Linked DNA regions of Mus musculus: regions 1, 2, 3 and 5 are each linked to region 4. Evidence: chromatin contacts called from public promoter capture Hi-C data. All regions are on one chromosome and are shown on one strand. Each heading gives the region's core, a stretch centred on a gene start, on an enhancer-like site or on the middle of the called end of the contact. The rest is flanking DNA. Distances are from core to core; before and after follow the strand shown.

Region 1 (5,127 bases), core at 1,890-4,389, 1.1 Mb after region 4:
TCGGGACCTCCACAGAGGGCGGGAGCACAAGACTCTTGGGCTCCGGCTGGGTCTGGGTGGCCATCTTCCCGCAGAGAAGGAGTTAAATCTCTTCCCTGCATCCCTCCTCCCTTCTCCGCCTCCCCTGGCCGCCGTGGAGTCCTGCAGCTGGGCCCTGGGCTGACCTTCACCGGGAGGGAGGCCGCAGCGCGCATGCTCGGTCTGGGGAGCCGTGCGGGCGGAGGGAGGGCGGTGCGGGCCGGCGGCCGGAGCCCCCAGTGCACCGGCTGCGGCCGCTAGCTCCGCACGGTGGGGGGCGAGGCGGCCCGTCCGTCCCGCAGGCCGCGGCGCAGCGCTCCCTGCGCGGGGAGCGGCGCTTTGCCATTTGGTGCTGGTGGTGCTTCTGCGAGGGAAGGAGAGATGGGGGGACGACAGGGGGGACTCCAGCTCCGGGACGCAGCGCGGCCGCCCTCCCCTTGCCCCAGACACGCTCTCGGCCTACCCGGGTGTGGCCTGCGCCCAGTCTGGTTGGAAGAAGGCCGGGCTCTTCGCGGGCACTGTGGGCGACGTGTTACTGCCCAGCACCCTGGTGGCACCGAGGTGGTGGGGTTACTGTCCTTTGTGAGAAGGTCTCCCTGGCCACAAGTCCCCCACTAGACCTGCTAGAAGAGCATGTTAATGTGTCTGCTCACTTGTGAACGGCCTCTCATTGTATGGGATGTGGGGAGGCCAGAGTGTGCCTCTATGTGCAAATCCATGTGGCTCCTTGTCCCTGTGGCAGTATGTGTGCTCCAAGTTGTGTGGTTTTTGTGAAGCATAATGATACCCCCAGAGGGCCAGCTCCAAAAGGACCTGTCTGTGGGTCTGACTGGTGTGCCCCGTTCCCCTAGTCCTGGCATCTCCCACAGCTTTCTTCACCACCAAGGCCTCCCAGGCCTGGTGCCCGTCCTTCAGACGTTCCACCCACAAAGCTAAGGTGACAGCCGCCTCCTGTCTTCTCCTCAGAGGTGGCTCTAAAAGTTGAGGACACCTAGCTTTTCCTAAAGCCTAGAGTTGTCCACCCCACTCCCAGAACCTCCAAGGACTGGGATTTCCAGTCCCTGCTAGGAGCAGAGGTCGGGGTAGCTGCAGTGACTCACATCTTCAGGTAAACGGCCTATGTTCATTGGCCTGTTAAGCTTTGCAGATGTTCTCAGTTTTGATGTTGTAGACAGAGCCCCTGTACCCAGCCAGGCTGCAGAAAGCGTGGGCCCAATGCCATTTCTGCCTTTAGGAGTCACAACCTCCTTGGGAGACCAAACACAAAACACCTGAAGTGAAGGGCACATGAGGCATTCCGCCAGCCCAGTTTATGGGCAAGATGAATGAATGATATGGGACATTTGGATAAGACCAAAATAGGTTCCCGTAAGCGAAGCAGGGAACCAGGGTCCGACCTGGGTCTTAAAGGATGGGACAGGCAGAGAGTGCAAGTGGAGGCATTGCAAAATGCCTGAAGAGCCTTAGACCAGGGGATGAGTGGGGTGGGGGGAGTGTTGGAGGTGAGCTGCTGGCCCTAAGCAGGTTATCTTTCCAGCCACCACCGTTACTGTCTGCTGCTGCTGGAGTCTGCCCATCCTGGAATACTGTCCCCCATAGCATCTAAGAAGATGTTTTCTCTAGTCTTTCACGGTGACAGTGGCCACCTGAAAGGACAATGACAGCTAGGCATACTAACAGGACCTGCAGGAAACAAAGATACAGGCCAAATAGACTGGGAGAGCATTCCTCTGCTCCTTATCCTGACCCATGAAGACATTCTGAAGGGCCAAAGGTTAGGGTCCCTCGGTGCAATGGGTCTTGAGGGCTCAAATTGTATGTGTTCCCACAAGTTCCCTCAGGCATTGTCCCTCTCTCAGCGGCAGCCCCAGCTAGCCCATAAACCTGACCCTTGATTGTCCTGAAACCCGCGGACTCCTCCTTCAGAAGGTGGGGACAGGCGTGGCTTGTGGAATGGGCGGAGCTTGGGCTCAACCTAGGGATCTCAGGATTTGTCCCCTCCTTTCTGTTCTTCCTCCCCTCCAGGGATGGCCAGTTCTATCCACACTGTCCCATTTAGGGTTTCCTCGTCTTCCTACCCCACACTCCTGCTTTCTCTTCGGTTCTGGGGCGGACTTCACCAATCCCGAGCTCTCTGGGTCTCCGCGCCAAAGCCATCAAGCCCTGCTTGCCTCACCCTTTCCTCCTACCCACCCAAGTACCCACCCTGGATCCGCGCCATTCCTCACAATGTACTCCTCCTGTTCTCATGAGTCCAGTCCATGTCCCCTTTTCGGAAATATTTCCCCTATTGCCCTCACTTTCTCGCACAGAGACAAACAAAGACTCACAAGCCCAGAAATAGACTCCAACAGAGCTGAAAGACACAGGCCGTGTCCTGCCCCGCACGCACGCGCGCAGGCTCGGCGGCTCTTGTGAAGGGAAGCACACAGACTGGGCGTTTGTCAGTGCACGCACATAAACATCCACACCCACAGCCTCTGCGCCGTGCCACAAAAGGGTGCAGACACACGGTGTGCGAGACAAGGGCACACACATCTGCGGGCGCCCGGGAGCCCGCCTAGCCCGGCACACCCACCGCGCTGGCCCTGGGACAGGAGCAAGGCCTGCTTCGGGCTCGGGTTCCCCCCCAGATTCCTTCCAGCAAATGTTTCCCTACTTGGCCTGCCTGGTCCCAGGGGAAAGGGCCTCAGAAATGCTGCAGGAGCCACTTGGGGGAAAAAAGTTGGAACTGTCTGTTCCCTGCCTGGCCATGTCGGCGAATTCCCTAACCGAGAAACTATTTGTGGCGAGGGCAGAGTGGCTGGCGAGCCCCTTGTCACCTCCCGTGGTGTTCCCTCCCCGAGCCGCCACCGATGGGCCCCGGGCGGCCTGGGCGCAGCGCAGCTGCCCATCGCGCAGCCTCCGGGCAGATCGGCTCGTCTCGCCGCTTCTGTGCGCCGCTTGGACCACGCGGAGTGCACAGGAGGGCCGCTCCGTCCCCGGCGCGTCGCAGGCAGACCCCGGGCCGCCGGACTATTTCTGTCTTATCAGTGCAGGAATGCGGCAGCCGCGGCGGCGGCGGCGGCGGGCGGGCGGCGGCGGCGGCGTGGGCCGTGGGCCGTCAGGGCAGCCCTGAAGGGGCCCCCTCCCCACTCCGCTCGAGTAGAAGTGTGAGAGAGCCCAGCAGGACTCAGAGGGGAGAGTTGGAGGAAAAAAAAGGCAGAAAAGGGAAAGAAAGAGGAAGAGAGAGAGAGAGTGAGAGGAGCCGCTGAGCCCACCCCGATGGCCGCGGACGAAGTTGCCGGAGGGGCGCGCAAAGCCACGAAAAGCAAACTTTTTGAGTTTCTGGTCCATGGGGTGGTGAGTGGGGGAAAGTTAGCGGGGGAGGGTGAGCGAGCTGGCTCGGGCTGAATGGAGGGATGATCGGGAGGGGCCGCCGGCGCGCTCCGGCTCTCCCACCCCTTTGGTTGAGGGGCGCACGGTCACGGCCCAACCCTGGGACCTTGCGGGCGCCCTGGCATCCGAACACGTCGCCAAGCGGTCGGCTGGGGATGGGCGCGCGGCGGCCGGGAAGAGAGGCGTCGGCTTGGGTTCTTCTCAGGGGCAAGGGGTGGGATGTGGGCACCGTGCCTCCCCCAAGAGGGGGGTCCCCTCTGTAACTGACATGTCTCACATTCTTTTACTGGTGGGCTCAGGTGTTACCCCTGCCCTGGGGGTGGGGGTGGGGTGGTGACTCGAACACACAGCTAGGGCAGGGCTGCCTGTTGTCCCTGTTCATCCTTTGGGACAGGGTCACTCCGACTAGGTCTGAGCAGCTAGGAGCAGGTGACCTAAGAGCAAAAGCTCTCTGCTGAACAACCTCTGCATCCTAGCAGGAGGGCCTTGAGGACTTGGCCCTGCTGTCAGAGCTGAGAAGGGTCTACTTGTGAGACCTCAAGTTAAGCAGTCAGAAGATCTCCTTGGCAGGCTCAGCCACCAGAAGTTGATGACCTTAACACCTCAAAGGTGTGAAGGAGGGGCAGGAGTTGGGGACATGAGGCCTAGAAACCAAAGGGATAGTACTATACCGTTCTAACACACACACACACACACACTCACACACTCACGAAGACATGTGAGGAGTCTGAGGGTACCCAGGAACCTATTGAGGTGGAGAGCCTGCTGTGAGGAGCTCTAAGCCTGGGCATATGGAGGGAAGAGTCAGTCATATTTACTATGGCCAAATTTGGTTGTGACTCCAGGAAGCACCATTTCAGTGAGAGGCAAGGGCCCCCAGAATCTGACCCTTATGAGGCTGTTACTGATGGCAGGCTCCTGGGGGCCCCTAGAAGCCTTCTTCTCAGGGCCTCATTAGACCCAACAGTATCAGTGGCCTTGATGAATAGGAGAGTGGCTGATAGGGAAGAGGGCTTCTCTGTGGCAGCCTGTTCTCTAGCCATAGGGATCTCTGGGGTATAAATTCCAAGGCAGCCCTATGGGTTAGTGGAGTTACCAATCCTGACCTAGCTGCTTAAGAGTAGTTGCTTTAAAGACTACCATCCAGTGAAGAGGCTCTGCATATGGAATTGAATGTGGTCAACTTGGTAGTTCGGTTCTTGGATGATTAGAGTCCCCTCTATAGTGATGGAGAATGGCTAGGCTTGAGCTTCCACGCTGGTGACATTGGTGCTGTGAGTGACAGAGTCAGGTGGAATGGGGGAGGCAAGTTCAGGGACAGGCCTGTTTGACTATAGAAGAGATGGGCAGAGACAGCTGCTTGGCTCTGGGTGGAGACCTCAGAGGTAAGCAATGTAAGAGGAGAAAGGAAGCCCAGGGTTAGGGTTAGGGCTTCTTAATCCAGGGGGCAAGATGAGAAGGGTGTGTGTGTGCATGGCCTTCTGTAGCCCAGGCTGGCCTCAAATTCACTATATATCAGAGGGTGGTCTTGATTTTCTGCCTTCACCTCAAGATTAGGATTATAAGTATGTGCTATCATGCCAGGCGGTGGTGGCGCACGCCTTTAATCCCAGCACTCGGGAGGCAGAGGCAGGTGGATTTCTGAGTTCAAGGCCAGCCTGGTCTACAGAGTGAGTTCCAGGACAGCCAGGGCTACACAGAGAAACCCTGTCTCAAAAAAAAAAAAAAAAA
Region 2 (5,035 bases), core at 1,008-3,507, 1.9 Mb after region 4:
ACACATCATACACATACATACACACACACACCACCGACACACACACACAGACAGAGACACACCACACAGTCATGCAGACACAGACACATATACATATACAGCACACAGCATGCACACACACAACACACACAGAGACACACACACACACCACACATATACACCACACAGATGCACACAAACACACACATACACACCACACAATAATAATAATAATAATAATAAACAGTTTTACAAAGAAGTGACTGAAAGATGGCTAAGGTGAGTAAGAGCTGAGTGCCCCTGATTCTCTGGCCTTTGTGTTCCTATTAGGATCTTTGCTGAATATGTTAGTTTGTTTTGTTATTGTTGGTGGTGGTGTTGTTTTGGTTTTTTGAGACAGGGTTTCTCTGTGTAGCCCTGGCTGTCCTGGAACTCACTCTGTAGACCAGGCTGGCCTTGAATTCAGAAATCTGCCTGCCTCTGTCTCCCAAGTGCTGGGATTAAAGGTGTGTGCCACCACGCCCAGCTCTATTGTGTATTTCTTTCTTTTCTTTCTTCTCCTTCTCTTCTTCTTCTTCTTCTTCTTCTTCTTCTTCTTCTTCTTCTTCTTCTTCTTCTTCTTCTCCTCCTCCTCCTCCTCCTCCTCCTCCTCCTCCTCCTCCTTCTCCTCCTCCTCCTTCTCCTCCTCTTCCTTCTTCTTCCTCTTCTTCCTTCTTCTTCCTCTTCTTCTTTTCTTCTTTCTTCTTCTCTCTTTCTTTCTTTCTTTCTTTCTTTCTCTTTTCTTTCTTTCTTTCTTTCTTTCTCTTTCTTTCTTTTCTTTCTTTCTTTCTTTCTTTCTTTCTTTCTTTCTTTCTTTCTTTCTTTCTTTCTTTCTTCTTTCTTCTTTTTCTTCCAGAGCAGAGGACCGAACCCAGGGACTTGCACTTGCTAGGCAAGCACTCTACCACTGAGCTAAATCCCCAACCCCTCTATTGTGTATTTCTAAACAGAGTATTTTGAGAAACAAGATGCATAAAAATTTCTGTTCTCATTTGGCTCATTTACATCACTGCATTTTAGGATCAGAGCACTGCTTTCCTAGTAACCATGGTGAACTAATTAGATGCTTTGCTATGGGATCAGCCAATTCACAAGTTTCTTATTTCAAGTCAATTGCAGAATTCGACTAAAATCTTGGCACTTCTGATCCTAGAGTCGCATTTTCTACACCTATGTTCTTTATTGTTGGTTTTTTTTTTTCATTGCATTGTATTAATAAAAATGTATTCTTTGAGGATGAATGCAGTGGGGCAGGAGAGAAAGACAGAATTAAGGAGACATGGGAAGTGAAAGGTGTCCCGTCTGGCTGAAGAATCCCACCAGCCGAGCAAAGACTCCCCTGACATTTAACAGCATTTGCTGTTACGGGGCAGTACTCCTTTTATACAGAACTATTTTCAACTAAGAATATTGAAACAGTGACCACACTCAAGGCTTAAGCATATCTGACTTTACTCCTTCCCAGATGTAAACTGCAGTTTTCTGGGACTCTCACACACAAAAGTCTATAACTTCCTTTATAGTAAAAATGTAGCTTAACTCCCATGAACCCCTTGTGCCCAGTGATCTCATTAAGTTCCTTGGCAGTCCTTGAGATGTAAGTCTAGAAGCCAGAAGTGTCAAAGAAAAACAGACAAATAAACCCAGATTTCACGCGAACTTCCCAGATTTGAAAATGTTGTTAAATGAAAAACAGAGAACGGGTGCAAAGTAGAAGGAAACCTGGAAGAGTGCCCGGTGACGTCCGGTTTTAGCAGCCATAGAAGAAACTGATTCTGGGATAGTAAGGAACTTAGCCAAGATAACAGAACAGTATATAAAATAACATTCCTTCTTTCTCAAAGATCATCGCTGGGATGTGTGCTTTAAAACTCTGGAAAGATGCTGGAAAAAAATAAAGGTAGTTGTAGATAAAAAAGTAGGCCTCAAGTGAGCGCGTCTGGCAATCTTCAGCAAACAGCGCGCATTGAATCCCAGCACTCGAGACGCTGATGCAGTAGCAGCTCCATGGGTTCAAGGGCAGCAAAGTCTTAAACAGGGAGCCCCTATCTGGAAAGACAATTCCCGCCCCGCCCCTCCAGGAAAAGCCGGATTCGTCCCAACAATAAAACAACAAAAACGAGGCGGGAGCAGTGAACCCGCAAGGCGGAGCTAGGTTGCTGGAAGGCGACGGATTACGGCCTCTGTCGGCGATGCCTCACGACTCCTGCCGTAAAGGCCCCACGTGGCGCATGCGCAGCTCCTCTCCCTTCCGGGATCCGGACACGGTGGTGGTTGTTGGGCTCCTCGTTCCGCTGGTCCGTCGTCGCCATGGTGAAGCTGAGCAAAGAAGCCAAACAGAGGCTGCAGCAGCTCTTCAAGGGCGGCCAGTTTGCCATCCGCTGGGGCTTTATTCCTCTCGTGATTTACCTGGGTCAGTGATTGAAGAACTTGGGAGGAGCCGCAGGGCAGGGGTTGGTGGGGTCTGAGTCTCCTTTTTTGCCATCCGGGGCTAGGAAATTAAACCCGGCCTCCGCGTTGTCCACGATTTCCGAGGCTGTCTGCCCGGGCTCGAAAAACCATCTTCCAGTTCCTTTTAGCTATTTGAGTAGTGTTTAACCAGTCACACAATCCCTTATATTCCCTACTTAAATCTGTAAAATAAAAGCAAGACCTTTCAAGATTGGTTTTAGGTTTATATGACCCCTAAAGAAAGATTAATCCTCTATTTGACTTTTAGAACGTTTCCCTCCTGTAGGTTAGCCTAAGTGGGAAGACGGTAACCAGGTTAAAACGTCACTGCCTAAAAGCATGATTGTGACCATTGGATGCCTACGCTTTTCTTGTATAATGAAGGATTTCGGTGATTTTTTTTTTTCTCCCGAAAGTTACAGACCCCATTTTGCAGGGAAAGACAGCCATAAAGTTGTACTTTCCTTGCCCAAGTGTCCAGGCAAATATTTTCACCTAGGGCTACACTCTGGAACTGGTTCTGTTCCTGGTTGAGTAGTTTTACAATTTTTTATCTTAATTGCCTTATTCATCCCGTAAGGTAAACAGCAGAGGATTTTAGCTCCAGGTCTCAGAGCTCTAATATGGAATCTGGCGTTTCTCATTAAAGCAGGACCCTCACAAGGTGCTGCTTCTCGTTTGTTTTACATGACTTGCATTATATAAGATAAAATACATTCATTTGTAGTCTTGGCAGAGCCTTTAACTAGGCTGGACATTTCTCCAGGCAGCTGTTGTACCTGTGAGAAGTATGTGAGCTGTGATAACCTGGATATTTTGATAGGACAAGTATTTTTCTTGGTGTTCCTAAGTATTACTGATGAGACAGTGCCTCATGTTGCTCAAGCTGGCCTTGAACTCCTGGTTCTCTTTTTTTTTTTTTCCCTACCTTTCCAGTGTTTGAATTACAGGCCTGCACCGTCACATACAGCTCTTTTCTCCTCTATTTTGAAAGAAAAGAAAATCTCAGACAGTGATATTATATAGGTATCAGATAGATAATTGTGACAGCTTACTTTTTTTGTTTGCTTGGGGTTTTTTGTTTGTTTGTTTTCGAGACAGGGTTTCTCTGTATAGCCCTTGCTGTCCTGGAACTCACTCTGTAGACCAGGCTGGCCTTGAACTCAGAAATCCGCCTGCCTCTGCCTCCCGAGTGCTGGGATTAAAGGCGTGCGCCACCACCCACTGCTGGCTCTACTTTTGTAGGCCGGGTTGTCCATACAGTTCTTTGAGCCCCGCTCCATTTTCATAGTTTGCCTGTAGGTAAGGCTGGGTGAACTCGCAATTCAGCCTCATCTATGGTGTAGTTGGAACTACAGGTGCACTAGGCTCTCCTCTTGAGATACACCTCTGCCCCCACCACCGCCAGATGAGCCCCTTTCATGCAGCCTAGGCTGGCTTGGCTGTAATTTCAAGCTCCTCCTGCCTTCAACTTCTGAACAATGTGTTAAAGTTGTGCACAGCTATGTCCATAGCTAGAAGCTGTAGCTACTTGTCAGAATCTTGGGTCTGAGAACTGGATGCTTCACATTGGTTCCTTTCCTGGGGCTTGTCATGGCATCCAGTAGGGAATTTAAGATTGATGCTGATAGGGCTGCCCTCCCAGCACTTCTGTGTATGTGCCTGTGTGCCTGTTAATCATTTATTCAGGAAATTAATATATATCATCAACAGAGTTTAAATTGTATTTAAATAGTAAAGGTATATTGCTCTAAATAGGTAGATAAATAATATTAAATTATTTTCCCTCCTTTTCTATCTTGAGGCTTGCTTTATCAAGAGAGTAGTTTGTGGAAGATAAAGTAAGATATTCTCAATTACTCTTTCAGAAAAGGTGTCATTTTCCTCTTTCTTTAAGCTTTTTGGAGTTTTCCAGTGTGATTTGGGACTTGTAATAGTCTTGGGAGTGACTGTAAAAGTAAGCCATGCTAAGATGATCTGCTAACTGCACAGTGGAAACAACTGTCCTTTCTGATGAACGAATGGTCATGGTTGCTGCTCCACTTTCTGGTGGAAACTAGAAACCTTCAGCAGCACAAGTCAGCTGAGACGGGTGTCCCAGATTGGATTGTAGACATTTTGTCTGCTGGACTCGTAATTGTTTCATTTGAAAGTTCTTATTTTTTTTCCTTCAGGATTTACAAGGGGTGCAGATCCTGGAATGCCTGAACCGTCGGTTTTAAGGTAATGCTCTTGAATATCAACATTTGAAGACAGATGCTCATATGTTAATTGGTATTAAGTCATTAGGAAGTGGATGACCCATAACGTCACCAGTCATTACAGTCTTGGGTTGTTAGAAGTATTGTGGTCTAGCCTAGCTTGTATTAATTATTGTGTAGCTGCTTTCCTTTCTTCCTCCCACCTTAAAAATCTTTACTTACTATGTTATAACCATAATGATACACATTTTTAAAAGAAAAGAATTAATTTATCCCCTTATGCCATGAAAGGGTAAACTTGTGTATCTAATGCTAACATAGAATTTTGCTCTTTTTACTTAAAATTAGAATTGATAATATATCCC
Region 3 (4,935 bases), core at 227-2,726, 1.5 Mb after region 4:
ATAGAGTACTCCTCTGGCTGAAATAGACATGCCTTTAGTACACAGCTTTAATCTCAGACATCGAAAGTAAAGTTAGTCTGTAGAAGGAAGCAGCTATGTTTGAAAGTGGTATCTAATTGAGTGCCAGACAAAGTGACAAATCAGAGAAAAATTTGACAGAATAGGATATGCCCAGCTCTCACAGGAGGAGGAACAGGAAGCTACGTAAGATGGAGCAGAGCAGAGGGAAAGAGAGAGGTATTTAAGGCCCAAATGTGGGCCTTAAAATTACAAAGCATTCTTTTTCTTTCTTTTCATTCTAAAGTTTTATTTGTATTTTTCCCCTAATTATCTATCTACTGAACATTTACTTGCAAATTACTACATTTAAAGTAGGTTTCCAGAGACCAAATGGCAAACATTCCTCTCAGCAGTCCCTGGGAGTATACCAGTATCTATCGGAACCTGACTCCTAATTTGGAGTCTTTCACTAGAAGCATTGTAGATGATACAATCTGTCTCCTCCACGAAAAGACTGGAAATATGAAACCAGCATGAACACAGGGGCTGGAGGAGCCTTAAAGAGAAGGGGAAAGAGAAGCACCCACTGACAACGTCACGAACTAGGTTCCACTGGGCAGTGGTAGCACATGACTTTAATTTCAGCACTCAGGAGGCAGAGGCAGGTGGATCTCTGTGAGTTCAAGGCCAGCCTGGTCTACAAAGAGTTTTTCAGGACAGCTAGGGCTGTTACACAGAGAAAGCCGATCTCTGAAAACCTAAAAACCAAAACAAACAAAAAACTAGGTTCCAAAATTAAGAGAACAAAACGTATTTATCTGACTTCTAAAACCTTGTTTTGTGCTGGTTTAATGTCTAACCCCTGAATACCCTTTCCACAAAACTTGTAAGGTTCTTGACCCAGTGTCGGAAGCTACTAACTAAAGCCCAGATTTTAAGAGCTTGTGATCACGGACAAGGAAGGGGAAAGAGTAGAGAAAGGGGTCTGAATGAACCCACGTGAATTCTCCCTACCACTGCCATTCACCAAAAAGGAGGTTTTGATGAAGATATCTCTAATTTAAAAACGCAGTGTTTGACAGGAGCACCCAAGTCCAAACGCCTGTCCACGTGTGACGATCAGAAACGACTTGTCAAACTACTGGGGGTGAGACGTCGCATGCCAGGGCAGGGGCCCGGGGTGGAGGTGTGCGTCCGCAGCAAGTGGCCCTGGCTCAAGGCTCCCAGACCGTCACCTGAGGGTGGCTGCTGCTGCGGTGGCGGCTGCCGAGCCCCGCCCGCACCCCGGGCGCCGGGATGCTCGTTCCAGCAGCGGTCTCCGAAGCGGCACCGGCCTTGAAGGAAAAACTGGCATATGGTCATGGTAGCGCCGTCCCAGCTCGACCCTGCTCGCGGTCGCCGGCGAGGGCCCAGGCTCCAGCAACCGAGGCCCGGCTAGTGTGACGTCATCGCCCCGCGCCCAGAGGCTCTGTGACCAGTGTGCCGTGAGCCGCGTGGGCTTTAGCCAATGGGATTTAAGAAGAGCAGAGCTGTCAGCGCTCGGGTATGCTGAAATGGGACGCGGTCGTTGGATCCCTGACCCGGACCCGGACCCGGACCTGAACCCGGACCCGAATCTAGAGAATACCAGATATAGCAGACAACCAGCAACCCTCTAGTTGGCTGTATACAGTCTGCGAGACTCATTCGTTCTTTACATTTACTTGGGGGGGGGGGAGGTAAAAATGGGCTTAACAACGAAAAAAAATCTGTTTATCAAGAGAGATTATTTACAGAAAGCCAGCTGTAACCAGGAAACAGGACTCAATGCAGGCGAAAAGCATCTATTAGTTTCTTAGTCGGTAATGTCTTAAAATTTCACGTAAATGTTGCCTTTTGAAATTTCATCAGGAAAAATGACAAAGAGTAAAACCGACACAGAAGCAGCCCGATTTTCCTCAGGAGCAGTTTCAGATAAAGGTTTTCTGAAAGTATCCAATTTACTGTTTTTTGTTTGTTTTGTTTGTTTTGTTGAGATACGGTCTTACTAGCTGGCCTCGAACCCACAGAAATCCACCTACCTTAGTGCTAAGATCAAAACCGTACACCCACTACGTTTCATTTATTATCTTTACAGTTCTCATGCAGGACCCTGTATCAGTATAAAACAAGTACATTATATAACAATGAAATGAAATTGCTCTTGGAAATTAAAATTGGAGAATGGGGATAAACTAAGAGTTGAAGGCAGCTTAGAGACTCCTCAGACTCAAAGTATACCTTGAGTCTCATTTTATATTTTGGTTATGCTAGAGGATGGAGAGATCAAAAGCAAAACTCTAACTAGTAATCCTAACACTTGTGATGGTAAATACTGTCAACTTGATTACTTTTAGAATCACCATAGACACAAATCTCTGGACTTGGAGGGTCAGACTTAGATCCCCATAGATACACACCTTTGAGCATGTCTGTGAAGATGCTTTCACAAAGGTTGAACTGGAAAGATGTACCCTTAATGAGGACTGCATTCTCAAAGGAGTGGGCACACACTGAATAAAAAGGCAAATTCAAGTTGAACATCCATTGCTGTTGCTAGACTGCAAATACAATGTGCCCAGCTGTCTCATGCTCCTGTTGAAATCCCGTCCAAGCTGTGCTAGACTGTACCTTAATCTGTGAGCCAGAATCAACACATGCTTCTGAGGTTGCTTTTACCAGGGTTTGTCATAGTAATAGGAAACACAATCTAGATAGCTCTATATGTAGGTGTAATCTAGCATGGTCTCAGTCATCCTCCTGCCTCAGCTTACCAAAGTGAGAACTGCCACTATTTTGAATCTTCACACCCGCCCACAACAAATTGAGTTATGTTTAAAAGGAGTAAAACTGGTAATATCAGAGTGAAACCTTAAAAATCTTTGGAGGAAAAATTAAGGGGTTCAAAAGGATCAATCAGGATTTAATGCTGCAACCCACAAAATGCTCTTTCATAATACCAGTTTACTGAAGTTTAATGAGAACTGGTTTGGTGCCATATTGGATGGAGTAAATTGGATTTTACCTAATGCAAACAGTCAAAAAAGAATATAGATTTAGTTGAATAACTTTATTAAATGGCACATTTTGATATTGGTGTATTAAAATGCCTCATGACTCAAACATTTTCATGACACTATAATGACAAGTTTTAAAAACTAGACCACAGAGCCACAGTTACTGTTATAATATGGAACAAGTTTTGTCTACTAAACATTCATACTCAAATTGTGATTCTCAAAAGTAAAACCCATGTATCATCAAAATAAAGCACTTCAAAGGACAGAACACTGACAAACCCAGTATCTACTGAAATGAAAGCAGAGTACATTATAGGAAAGGAACTTTTTGAAAAAGTAATGAAATGTACTTTATATACAAAGAAATTTGAATACAAAGCAATTTGTATATGAAGTAATATACTTTGAATAGTTTACTTTTACCCATTATCCTTTAGAATTGTGAATGATAGTTCTGGTTTGGGGGAAGACGTGTTCTTATTAGGAACATGATACAGGTTATTAGGAGTAAAGGAACTTTATAGAAAGCTTTATAAAATGTTATGTGTTCTAGTTAATCAGCAGCCTAAAAAGAACAGCTAATATAGTCAAAATATTTTAACAGTGCTGCCTATTCTACAGGGGTAACTGCTCTATCAGTGTGATTACAGTGTAATAAATGAGTATTTTGTCATCAGAAAATTTAGCTATGTTAACAATTTTTCTCATGTTTTCCTGCATGTATGCATGTGCTTCATTGTGTGCCTGGTACTTGAGGTAGCTAGAAAGAGGGCACTGAATCCCCCTAAACTAGAGTTGTAGATGATCGTGAGCCTCCGAGTGGATGCAAAGGACCACACCCAGGTCCTTCTGCAAGATACAGTGCCACCTCTCCAGCTTCAAATAGCCACATTTTTTTTTTTCGTTTTTTCGAGACAGGGTTTCTCTGTGTAGCCCTAAGCTGTCCTGGAACTCACTCTGTAGACCAGGCTGGCCTCGAACTCAGAAATCCGCCTGCCTCTGCCTCCCAAGTGCTGGGATTAAAGGCGTGTGCCACCACTGCCCAGCTCAAATAGCCACATTTTAAAATAGTGCAAATTTCAACATCTTACATAAAAATATTTACAACAGTCAGAGACTGAGAAGCCAGATTGAATCAGTTTGAGCCAGAACAGCTAAGTTGAACCAGCCAGAGTATAGAAAGAGCTAGAAAGGGTGAGCTTGTTCAGCAGTAAGTCTCAAAAGATGAAAACATTCTAGGCCTAGATAAGATTGTATGGAGGCTGGAAGCTTCCAGGACCTCACCTAGGTTAGCAGACAGAGGCAGTGAGCCTGAGATGACAATTACATCAAGTGAATAAAAGATCATTTTACAGTCTAGAGGTGGAGGTTGTCTAAGGCTGGAGTTTGTAAGAGTGTACTGGGTTAAATAGTGTTCCTCACAAAATTCCTATCTATCCAGAACTCCAGAATGCATTTCTACTTGAAAACAGGATCTTTGCAGATGTAAGTGGTTTAAGACAAAGTACTAGAATCCTTCTGATGTGGTGGTGCATACTTTTAGTCACAGCATTTAGAAAGCAGAGGGTGGGTATCTTAACTCCAGGCCAGCGGGGGATGGCTCCAAGGTTAAGGGCACTAGCTGTTCTTCTAAGTACCTGGGTTCAGTTTCTAGAACCCACGTGGTGGTTCACAACCAGATTCGGGAGATCTGACCCCATTTTCTGACTTCTGTGGGCACCAGGCATACAGATGGTATATATTCATTCATATGTAAGTTAAAAAAAAGAATGGTTCAAATAAATGCTATTTACAAAAGAACTAAGTGAAAATAGTTACACAAGAGAAAGAAATGACCATGAGAAGATGAAGGTGTAAGACTGCAGTGCAGCTCTAGGTATAAACTAAGAAGTAAATG
Region 4 (4,992 bases), core at 1,575-4,074:
AGGTATGATGAGACTTAACTTAGCACAGGTAACCAGCCACGTGGCAGAATGTAGGCTAGAATAAATGAGAGATTTTAACTTATATCTAGTCAGAGAAGAGGCTAGCTATATGGCCAAGACATTTGTAAATATGTTTTGAGTCTGAGTCTTATTTCTGGGAGCATGGGGCTAGGAAGAAGAACCAGGGCCTAAGTTCAATAGGCCTAGGTATGAAATTTAAATATTTTGTCAGTGTTTTCTAAATTTTGTGAGAGGAAAAGCCAAATGTGGTGGTGCAACCCTTTGGTCCTAGTACTTGGGAGACAGAAGAATTCAGGCCAGCCCAATTTACAGATTGATTTCCTGGGCAGATAGGGCTACACAGAGAAATCCTGTCTCAAAAAAAAGAAAAAGAAAAAAAAAAAAAGAAAGAAAAAAATTATGAAAGGAAGTTTTTGGTTCAAAGAAATATATACACTGATAACCTTAGAGATTTTTTTCCTAAGGATATTTAGTATTAAATGATTAGCATTAGTATTAAATGATTCCAAATTAATTTACTCAAGTTCATCAGAGCTGATGCAGAGATCATAGAGGGGTGCTGCTTACCAGCTTGTTCCACATAGCTTGCTTAGCCTGTTTTCTTATAGAACTCAAAACCACTAACCTAAGGATGGCCTCACCTACGATGGGCTGAGCCCCCCTCCATCAATCACTAATTAAGAAATTCCCTAGCTGCTGGTGGTAGTGGTGGTACACACCTTTAATCACAGCAGTTGGGAGGTAGAGACAGGCAAATCTATGAGTTTGAGGTCAGCCTGGTCTACATGAGTTTCAGGACAGCAGGCCTACACAGAGAAACCCTGTCTTTAGAAAAAAAAAAACAACAGGATGAGAGAGAGAGAGAGAGAGAGAGAGAGAGAGAGAGAGAGAGAAAACAGTCAAATCTTATGGAGGCACCAACTTTCAAAACATTCTAGTTATGGCAAGATGACATAAACTAGCCACCACAGATAATTCTTCAAGAATATGACAAGAGACAGAGAAATGACACAGAGCCAACCTCACACCTTTTCATAAGAAAACAACCTACAAATCTGTTGGAAAGGGAATTTTCAGGAAAGTTCCAGCAACTGACCTAGTAAGTTGTAAACTCCATTCAGGCATGTCTACTGTGACACGCTCCTAGAAAAGTTCAAATCTGATGCGTGGTAGTATGTCTTGTACAGACATTCATGTGTACTGTACACATAAGATTTGTACTCAGAGATGTACAGAGTATAAATATTCTATCTATCTAATCAGTGGGCGTTTGACAGGCAACAGTTAAGAAAACTATTCTCCTCTCCACTCCTTCCTCCACCCAAGATCTTAACACAATGGGCCAGGGAATATAATTCATCTGCAAGAGTGCTTAACTAGCATGCACTAAAGTGCCAATGCCTAGAATCTCATAGGAGTGCTGCTGGCCTGTATTTCTAGAACTTGAGAAAAACAAACAAAAGAAAATAACTATCTCTTGTGAGGCTATGCCAGTGTCCGGCAAATACAGAAGTGGATGCTCACAGTCATCTATCAGATGGAACACAGGGCCCCTAATGAAGGAGCTAGAGGAAGTACCCAAGGAGCTAAAGGGGTCTGCAACCCTATAGGAGGAACAACAATATGAACTAACCAGTACCCCTCCCCCAGAGCTGTGTCTCTAGCTGCATATGTAGCAGAGGATGGCCTAGTCGGCCATCAATGGAAGGAGAGACCCTGGTCTTGCAAAGATCATATGCCCCAGTACAGGGGAATGCCAGGGCCAGACAATGGGAGTGGGTGAGTTGGGAAGCAGGGCGAGGGGAGGGTATAGGGGACTTTGGGGATAGCATTTGAAATGTAAATAAAGAAAATATCTAAGAAAGAATGAAAGAAAGAAAGAAAGAAAGAAAGAAAAGAGAGAAAAGAGAGAAAAGAAAGGAGGAAAGAAAGAGAGAGAGAGAGAAAGAAAGAAAACAAACAAAAGGCAAACAACAAACCTAACCAAACCAAGAGCTTGAAAACTTCACAGGCTCAGTGTATTTCCACAGTTCTTTTCAATTCAATATACATTTTTCTCTTCCCACCCCAGTTATCTATAAATACCACAGCCAGTCATAGGCTTTTGCCTCAAGAAAGGACAAGAAGAGCGAGCTTGCTCAGTAACGGTGTTACTTCTCCTGTTAATCTGGTTATGCTGTTCTGCCCAGAGTAGTCTCCTGGGCTCGAACTATTATCTGGCTTCAGCCTCAGGAGTTGTTGGGACCACTGACACACCAAAAGCCCAAATCAGTAAACTTTTGTCCTAGTACCTTTGAGACACAATCTCATACTACAGCCCAAACTATAGCCTGATCCGACTCTTGGTGATTCTCTGCCTCAGCCTCCCGAGTGCTAGGATCACAGGCATACACAACCGTGGCAGGAAGATGTACTTTAAGTTTCTTTAGAACAAGTAAGCACGGGCAGTGGTGGTGATCGCCTTTAATCCCAGCACTCAGGAGGTAGAGGCAGGCAGACTTCTGTGAGTTCGAGGCCAGCCTGGTCTACATAGTGAATTCCAGGACAGCCACGACTACATAGGAAGTTCGTCTCTAAAAAACAAAAACAAAAAACTAAATAAGATTTAGAAATCACGTACATGTTAATTTTGCCTGATAAAGACCCGTCGAGATGAGTAACTGAAGATAACATAAGGACCATAAGGACTAAAGGAAACGCAGGAGACTGGCGTCACCAAGAGGGCGCCGCAGCTTTACTGCGCATGCCCTCGGCTTCTCTGGCTCCGAGCCCGCACAGTGCGCACGCGCACACAGGGTCATTGCTTTGACTGGCTGCGTCTTTCGCGCTTTTGCTAAATGGCGTTGCTGGCGGGTAGGTTGAACCCGCGGAGCTGGCCGGGCGATGTGTAGCGACTTTCGCAGAGCGGAATCCGGGACAGAGGTGAGAGCCGCGGGGCGACGGGAGGGCCGCGCACTACAGGGGGAGGTCGCCGAGCGGCGCCCAGGGCCACCGTGGGGCGGCGCGACAGCCGCCAGTGAACCGGTCAGGGATGGCGAGCCGTGCAGCAGGAGCTGGGGAAGGGAGGACCACCAGTTGAGGCATCAGTAGACGTTTTCTAAATTTAGGTAGCTTGCTTCACCTCTAACTAACCTGTTTGTGGCATCCGGCCTTCTGTATCCCAGAATACCCCTGTCGTCTATCTCTCCAGAGCCACGCAAGCCATTTCACTCAGGAACCGTTAAACGTTAACGTGTGTTACTTGTTCGAGTACTGTCAGCCAAGAGTTGGGAATAAGAAGCAACAACAACAAAATTAATCAACAGGCATGGTGGTACACGCCTTTAATCCTAGCACTAAAGAGGCGGAGGCAGGCAGATCTCTATGAGTTTGAAGTTAGCCTTTATATAGGTAGGTCCAGGCCAGTCAGGGCTCTATAGTGAGACCCTCTCTCACAAAACAAAATGTAATAATCGAAGCTTCTGTAAAATATACAGCATATGGTAAAAGCATGCCTCTCCAAAAGAGGGTAAGACAAATTGTAGGAGGAGCTAACTTAAATGTATTCAGAGGGGATCCAGGTAGCTCACGCTGGCCTTGAGCTTGCCGTGCAGCTGAGTATAACCTTGTCCTAGTTATTTATTTGTAGAAATTATGTAAATGAATGTGTGTCTGTGGGTTGGTATGTACCCATGTGTGTAGATGAATTTGGAGGCCAGAGGAAAAGGTGTCAGATGATCAGGAGCCGGGGTTATTAGCAATTGAGTTATCTGAGCCAAACTCATGTTCTCTGTAAGAGCAAAACCCATTCTTAACTGAAATCCATCTCTCTGGCCCCTAACCTTCGACTTCTGACCGTCCTGCCTCCGGAATGCTAGGATTACAAGTGTGTGCTACAGTGCCCTGTTATCCACTGCCAAGGATGGAATCCAGGCTTTCATGATTCCTAGGCATGGGATCTGCCACCAGAGCTACCGTTCCCAGCCCCTGAACTGGCACTGTAAGGACTGTTCAGTGGTTTGCTGCTGAGGAGGGAGCAGCTCAGGTATGGTCTGAACTTAGCAAGGGCAGCAGTTCCAACCTGTGGGTCACTGCCCCTTTCGCAGTCCTCTATCTCAAAAAATATTTACATTACAATTCATAACAGTAATAAAATGACAGTTAGGAAGTAGCTTCAAAAATAATTGTATGGTTGGGAGTCATTGCAGCAGGAGGAACTGTGCTACGGGGTTGAAGCGTTAAGAAGGTTGCTTTAGGGGAACAGCCAGTGGTTCTGTAGAGTCGGAACAAAGACAATGTTGGGAAGCGAGCTTTAAGAAATAGGTGGAGTACGCATCTCCCTGTGTAAACCCAGCCTGACGGACACACACGCACACACACACACACACACACACACACACATGCACACACACCACACACACACACACACACCACACACCACACACACACCACACACACTCACCACACACACACACACACACACACACATACACCACACACACACACCACACACACTCACCACACACACACACACACACATACACCACACACATACACACACCACACACACTCACCACACACGCACACATACACCATACACACACACACACCACACACACACACACTCACCACACACGCACACATACACCATACACACACACACACACACACACATACACTCACCACACGCACACACACACATGCACACACACACACACCACACACACACACACCACACACTCACCACACACACACACACACACACCACAATACTGTTTCTCACTTCCCTCCCAGGTCACCCACCAGGCTTTTCTCTAAATGCACTGAACATGGCAACTTCATAATACACAATAAATATTGATAACGGTGTCTGGTTTTCACTGGGAAAAAAGAAGCTACAGAGCTGCCTCTTTGTCATAGACAGATATTAAGTAAGACAAAATAGCATTTATTTAAAAATAATTAGTTTTGTGTAATCACAGACTTACAAAC
Region 5 (5,327 bases), core at 1,809-4,308, 1.1 Mb after region 4:
GGGTAGCCCTGGCAGTCTTTGAACTTTCTCTGTAGACCAGGCTGGCCTTGAACTTACAGGGATCCCAAGAGTGCTGGGATTAAAGGTGTGCACCACCATTGCCCTGCTGGTGTATGCTCTTTTTAATCTTCATCCTTAAGAGCTTTCTCAGGAGTCAAGGAGTAACTTCTAAATACTGAAACTCCATGTGAGCTTGATTAGTAACAAGCCAGGCAAGCATAGCTCAGCACCCTCAGACTCCACTTGGTTCGGACCATCAATCTTCTAACAATTCACTGGGCAGCCTAGAATCCCTACCTGCCTATACCATGCACAGAGACATTGTTGAAAATCTGGGAACCCAGTCTGTATCGGCCAACTTTAAATAATGGCAATAAGTTATATTCCTTAATGACCCCTCGATAATACCTCATTTCTATTTTAACACATCTTGGGACACATCCTGAAAACAAAAGAGATGGGATAATCTGGTCTGAACTAGTTTTCAGCGCATGTGCAATAGGAGAAACCGTGTCCTTTGACATTCTATTATCATTCTGTGTCTACGCACACTCGGGATTGCATACAAATAAATCAGATGCAGAAGTCTGCGGACGTGGCTCAGGATTTAACAGCACTTACCACGTAAACATGACTTGAGTTCAAAGTCTCAGAGCTCATATAAAAAGGATCATATGGCTGTAACCTTAGTGCTATGAAGGGTGGTGTGGAGGCAGGAGGATTGCTGGCTGCCAGCCTAGCTCCAGGTTCAGTGAGAGACCTTTTCTCAAGGGAATAAGGCAAAGGGTGACAAAACAGAACACTGAAAATCCTCCTTTGGCTTCCACACACAAATGGGTGCACAGACTCATAGATACATGAACATACACCACACACACAAATAAATAAGACATTTTAAAGGGTTCGTAAGATAGCTTAGCAGGTTAAAAACCGAACAACAACAACAAAACTCTTGCCAACAAAGCTTGATTACCCGAGTTTGATCCTGATTGAAGGACAGAATCAATTCAATAAATTGCTATTGTCTGACATCAATGTGCAAGTGGTATAGCAATAATTAATAATAATAATAATTAAGTACAATTTTAAAGATTGAATGCATCATGGGACAGGACGCATGTAGTGAGCAAAAGCTTATGTAAGTCAAATCTGTCTGTTACAATAGAGAACCACTCGTATTACCCTCTGTAGTAAGCAGCCTCTCTTTTCCTTAGACTTCATGAAATGAAGCATCAGACTCGAGGACACTCACTCATGTGCCCTGTGGTCAAGACTGACTGCATTTCTCATCTGTGATATTACTTGGCCTTTGAATAAAGTTCCTTGCTACTTTGTAATCTGTGTATGCTCATGTCAATTGTGTGAAATATCAATAGAACTACTCAACTGGTGGAGGTTATTCTAGGAACATGGTCAGTGGTATTTAAATGGCTTAACTCTGAACTCTAAATTCTAGCAGAGGAGAACTGCTTCTACTGTTGGGGGAGAGAGGTGAGATTAGTGTTTTGTGTCTTACAGGGATCTTATTCAGACTCCCTTAGGCTTTCCAGTCATTGCCATCTCTGTTGAATAAATTCCAATGAGGCACTGAGTAATGAAGACAGAGTTTACCATAGAGTAAAATGAGGACACCCTCAAAGGCAGAGGTGGACAATGGACCAAGAAAATGTTTCTCATTGGTGGGAATGGACAATGGTCACATGGGTTTTATACTAGTGCTTCGTTTCTGAAACAGACAACTTCCTTAGCAGCCGCAGTTTCCTGTTTAGGCGATTGGCAGGCCCATTTGGATTTCCTTTTTCTTTTCTTTTTTCTTTTTTTTTTTTTTTAAAGCTGTGTGTGTGTGTGTGTGTTACAAAGCCTCCTTTTACCTTCCTCCCTTTTCTTTCATTTATTTATCTATGTGTATGAGTACACTGTAGCTGTCTTCAGACACACCAGAAGAGGGCATCAGATCTCATTACAGATGGTTGTGAGCCACCATGTGGTTGCTGGGAATTGAACTCAGGATCTCTAGTAGAGCAGTCAGTGCTCTTAACTGCTGAGCCATCTCTTTAGCCCGTTTTCATCTTAAAATTAGTGTGCTGCCAAAGACACAGGGGGCAGGCTCTGAAGCTACTTGTGATGTCCACCCTCAATGATCTTCACGCCTAATTTCTATTTAGCTTGGCAACATGGTGACCTTAGAGGAAAAGGGGGTCACTTTCTGAGAATGCACTCAGGGGCACTAAGTTTGCTTCCTTCTGTGTCATCAGTGATGACACACCAGTGGACAGGACCCTGGACAGGTAGCAAGCAAGGGTCGTAGAGTTGTTTTGTGTATGAGGCTACAGATCTAGTTTATAATGTTCCTAACACTAAGTCTGCTTTAGATTTTAGACAGTGAGACTCAAAGGAAATGAAACAAGTCACAACTAAGTGTCCATAGAGCTAAACTCAGCAAAGTGGTCCTATACTTTAGATTTTTCCACCACATTCGCATGGCTCTGGTGGAACCCAGAAACTCTTGACTAAGATACCAAGGTTCAGCACAGCGTCTGGCACTTTCAAAAAGTTTCGTTAGCGATGGACGAGGCTCTCAATTTCGGTTCCATGAGACGAGGATGCCTTTCTCGAACAGAGTTCTGTTGGCGTGGTCTACAAAGGGTTACCTCACTTTCAGAGCCACCTGCCCAGCAGCAACTCGCTCTTCTTTCCCCTCCACCTTCTAACTCTCTTCTCTCATTGTTTGGTCTCGCACTCTTAGGACGCTGGCCGGGAAGCTTAGTCGCACTTCCTGCTGGTTAAACCAGTAGAGCAGCCTGGTAAATTTATCTGCTAGGGGTGGGGTATCCTTTGGGAGACCAGCCCACCTCTCCGAGGAGCAATCTGGGATTTGCAGTTTTCAGTTCTTCAAACCGGCTTGGTAGGACGGGCCTCTTGGACTCTAATCCTCCCCCAACCAGAATCATCGCGCGTTCTGATGCCGTCACTAGAACGGCGCAACACCTGGGAATCGTGGTAGTTCCGGAGGAGAGTCCCGCCCTAAGTTCTTACGATTTGAGAACTACATTTTCCAGAAGCCCTCGCGGCAGCGCGCCAAGGGCCGCCCGGGGCCGTGATTGGTTGGGGAGCCGGCCGCACGCGGAGGAGCTCAAGGAGCAGCTCTGTTGCGACAGAGGCCGAGCGGCGAGGCCCCGTGAGTTGAGGGGGAAGGGGCGCCGGAGGGGAGGAGAGTGTGGACCCGTGAGCAGGAAGCGGGAGGAGAAGCGGAAGGGAGCTCAGGGTCGGAATGGAAAGGGCCGAAAGGGAAAAGAACTGGCCCAGGCAGAGACGCCGGCGAGCGGGGTGTGGGGGAGGTTAGGGGCAGCGAGCGCAGAGACCCTTAGGGACCCGCTGGGGAGGACTCGTGGTTCCGGGAGAGAAACCGCGCCGCAGTCGGTGGGGTGGATGAGAGGGACGGAAGGGAGGTCCGGGACGAACTCCTGGCGAAGAACCGAAAAGGAGGCGGCTGGCAGAGGTGCGCGAGCGCCAAGTTCGGAAACTGGAGACGAGGGGCAGAGCGGTCCCTCACTAAGGCCCTGGGGGAAGAGCGCATCCGAGTGAAGCCGGCGGTGGGGATTGGCGCGCGAACCCCAAGGGAGGAGATGAGGCTGGAGGAGCGGTCGAGAGAGTGTGAGAAGCCCGGACAAAGTTGGCGGGGACAAGAGTTGGGCACCACAGGCTTGATAGGAAAATTCCAAGGAGGGATGGGATAGCACTCAGACATTCTTACCTGTAAGTTTAGAATTTTGGAGTATCTGTTTGCTTTTCTTCAGACTCCTGAAAGGACTGTAACTACCCCTGTGGCTCATCACCATGCCTTCCGACCTGGCCAAGAAGAAGGCAGCCAAAAAGAAGGAGGCTGCCAAAGCCCGACAGCGACCCAGAAAGGGACATGAAGAAAATGGAGATGCTGTCACAGAACCTCAGGTGGCAGAAGAGAAAATCGAGGAGGCCAATGGCAGAGAGACCACAGGAGATGGAGGTAGGTTGGGTGAGTTTCCTGAGCTGGTTTTCGAAGCCAAGATCAGAATCTGGATGCAGATGCATAGGCCTTTAATTCCAGCATTTGGGAGGCTAAGGTAAAAAGATGAAGGTTTGAGGCCAGGCTGTCCTCACATCCCCATCTTTTTAAACAGAGTAAAGCACCCACAGACACATGTCTTTATATGCCATGAAACTTTTTGGTGACACCCACACCCATAGAGTTAAAACTTGTTACTGATGAAGGAAACTGAATTCAAGTGGCAAACACAGATGGGAGTTTTTGATCTACCTTGGTTGGTGCTGCAGTAGACAATAAAAGGGAAGGCAACTTGTACTATTTCCTGTTTTTCTTCCTACCTATGGTGGTGAGTATACAGGCTCTACCATATGGTGCTGTCTTTTCTGGGGGGGGAGGCAGATGTTTGGAGATAGAAGGGTTTCTCTGTGTAACCCTGGCTGTCCTGGAACTCTGTAGACTAGACTTGCTTGAAATCATAGAGAGATCCACCTGCCCCTGCCTCCTAGCTGCCGGGATTAAAGGTGTGAGCCACCATCCCTGGCTCATATGGTACTCTTAATGTCACAGGGATAGTGATTATACCAATGAGTAATGTGTAACATATTGTTATATATCTTCATGTAATTTTTCTGATAATATATTTATGGTTTTGTTACTTAGGTTTAGGGGATTTATTGTAGCATTTTTCCATATTAAATAAGCTACTCACTCACACTGTAAACATAGTTTGCTCTCAGAAAATTTATTTTATTATTTCTTTCTCTCTTGCTCTGACAGAACACTCTGACTAAAATTAACTTGAGAGGAAAAAGTTCATTTCTTCTTATATTCCCAGGTCCTTTTTTTGTTGTTTTTGTTTTTTTTTTTCGAGACAGCCCTGGCTGTCCTGGAACTCACTTTGTAGACCAGGATGGCCTCAAACTCAGAAATCCACCTGCCTCTGCCTCCCGAGTGCTGGGATTAAAGGCGTGCGCCACCACCACTACCCAGCTTCCCAGGTCCATTTTTGAGGGAAGTCAGGCAAGGACTTTTGTTTTGTTTTTCAAGACAGTTTCTCTGTAACCACCCTGGCTGTCCTGGAACTTGCTTTGTAGACCAGCTGGCCTTGAACTCAGAAATTCTCCTGCTTCTTCCTCTGGAGTGCTGGAATTAAAGGCATGGGCCACTACACCAGGCATCAACTAGCTTGCTTATGTAGCACAGACCCACTCAGCTAAAGACTTCACTGCCTACACTGGACCCTCTGCATTCATTAGAAATTAAGAAAATGCCCTAGACATGGTCATTGGCCAGCCTGATG

What was found. Promoter capture Hi-C pulls out the DNA fragments that hold promoters and counts their contacts.
Region 1: a contact with region 4 is called in a promoter capture Hi-C map of second pharyngeal arch cranial neural crest. The contact joins the promoter of Smarcd3 here to the promoter of Xrcc2 in region 4. A contact is called at or near these places in 2 of 39 promoter capture datasets (cranial neural crest and second pharyngeal arch cranial neural crest) and 1 of 484 Hi-C or Micro-C datasets (CD4 T cells).
Region 2: a promoter capture Hi-C map of second pharyngeal arch cranial neural crest shows a contact between it and region 4. The contact joins the promoter of Tomm7 here to the promoter of Xrcc2 in region 4.
Region 3: a promoter capture Hi-C map of pre-B cells shows a contact between it and region 4, with 2.0 times the contacts expected there. The contact joins the promoter of Nupl2 here to the promoter of Xrcc2 in region 4. A contact is called at or near these places in 2 of 39 promoter capture datasets (frontonasal cranial neural crest and pre-B cells) and 1 of 484 Hi-C or Micro-C datasets (CD4 T cells).
Region 5: a contact with region 4 is called in a promoter capture Hi-C map of pre-B cells, with 2.6 times the contacts expected there. The contact joins the promoter of Abcf2 here to the promoter of Xrcc2 in region 4. A contact is called at or near these places in 2 of 39 promoter capture datasets (cranial neural crest and pre-B cells).

What each region holds. Positions count from the first base shown.
Region 1 is chr5:24,600,014-24,605,140 of GRCm38.p6, reverse strand. It overlaps Smarcd3 (SWI/SNF related, matrix associated, actin dependent regulator of chromatin, subfamily d, member 3), which reads left to right and starts at 3,139. Exons shown (of 13, transcript NM_025891.3): 1 at 3,139-3,360. The coding sequence starts at 3,283.
Region 2 is chr5:23,841,367-23,846,401 of GRCm38.p6, reverse strand. It overlaps Tomm7 (translocase of outer mitochondrial membrane 7), which reads left to right and starts at 2,257. Exons shown (of 3, transcript NM_025394.3): 1 at 2,257-2,431; 2 at 4,644-4,692. The coding sequence starts at 2,329.
Region 3 is chr5:24,161,504-24,166,438 of GRCm38.p6, reverse strand. Nupl2 (nucleoporin like 2) reads right to left here and starts at 1,476. Exons shown (of 7, transcript NM_153092.4): 1 at 1,236-1,476. The coding sequence starts at 1,362. It also overlaps a transcript of Klhl7 not described here.
Region 4 is chr5:25,703,629-25,708,620 of GRCm38.p6, reverse strand. It overlaps Xrcc2 (X-ray repair complementing defective repair in Chinese hamster cells 2), which reads left to right and starts at 2,824. Exons shown (of 3, transcript NM_020570.2): 1 at 2,824-2,943. The coding sequence starts at 2,905.
Region 5 is chr5:24,575,198-24,580,524 of GRCm38.p6, reverse strand. Abcf2 (ATP-binding cassette, sub-family F (GCN20), member 2) reads left to right here and starts at 3,058. Exons shown (of 14, transcript NM_013853.2): 1 at 3,058-3,178; 2 at 3,798-4,006. The coding sequence starts at 3,838.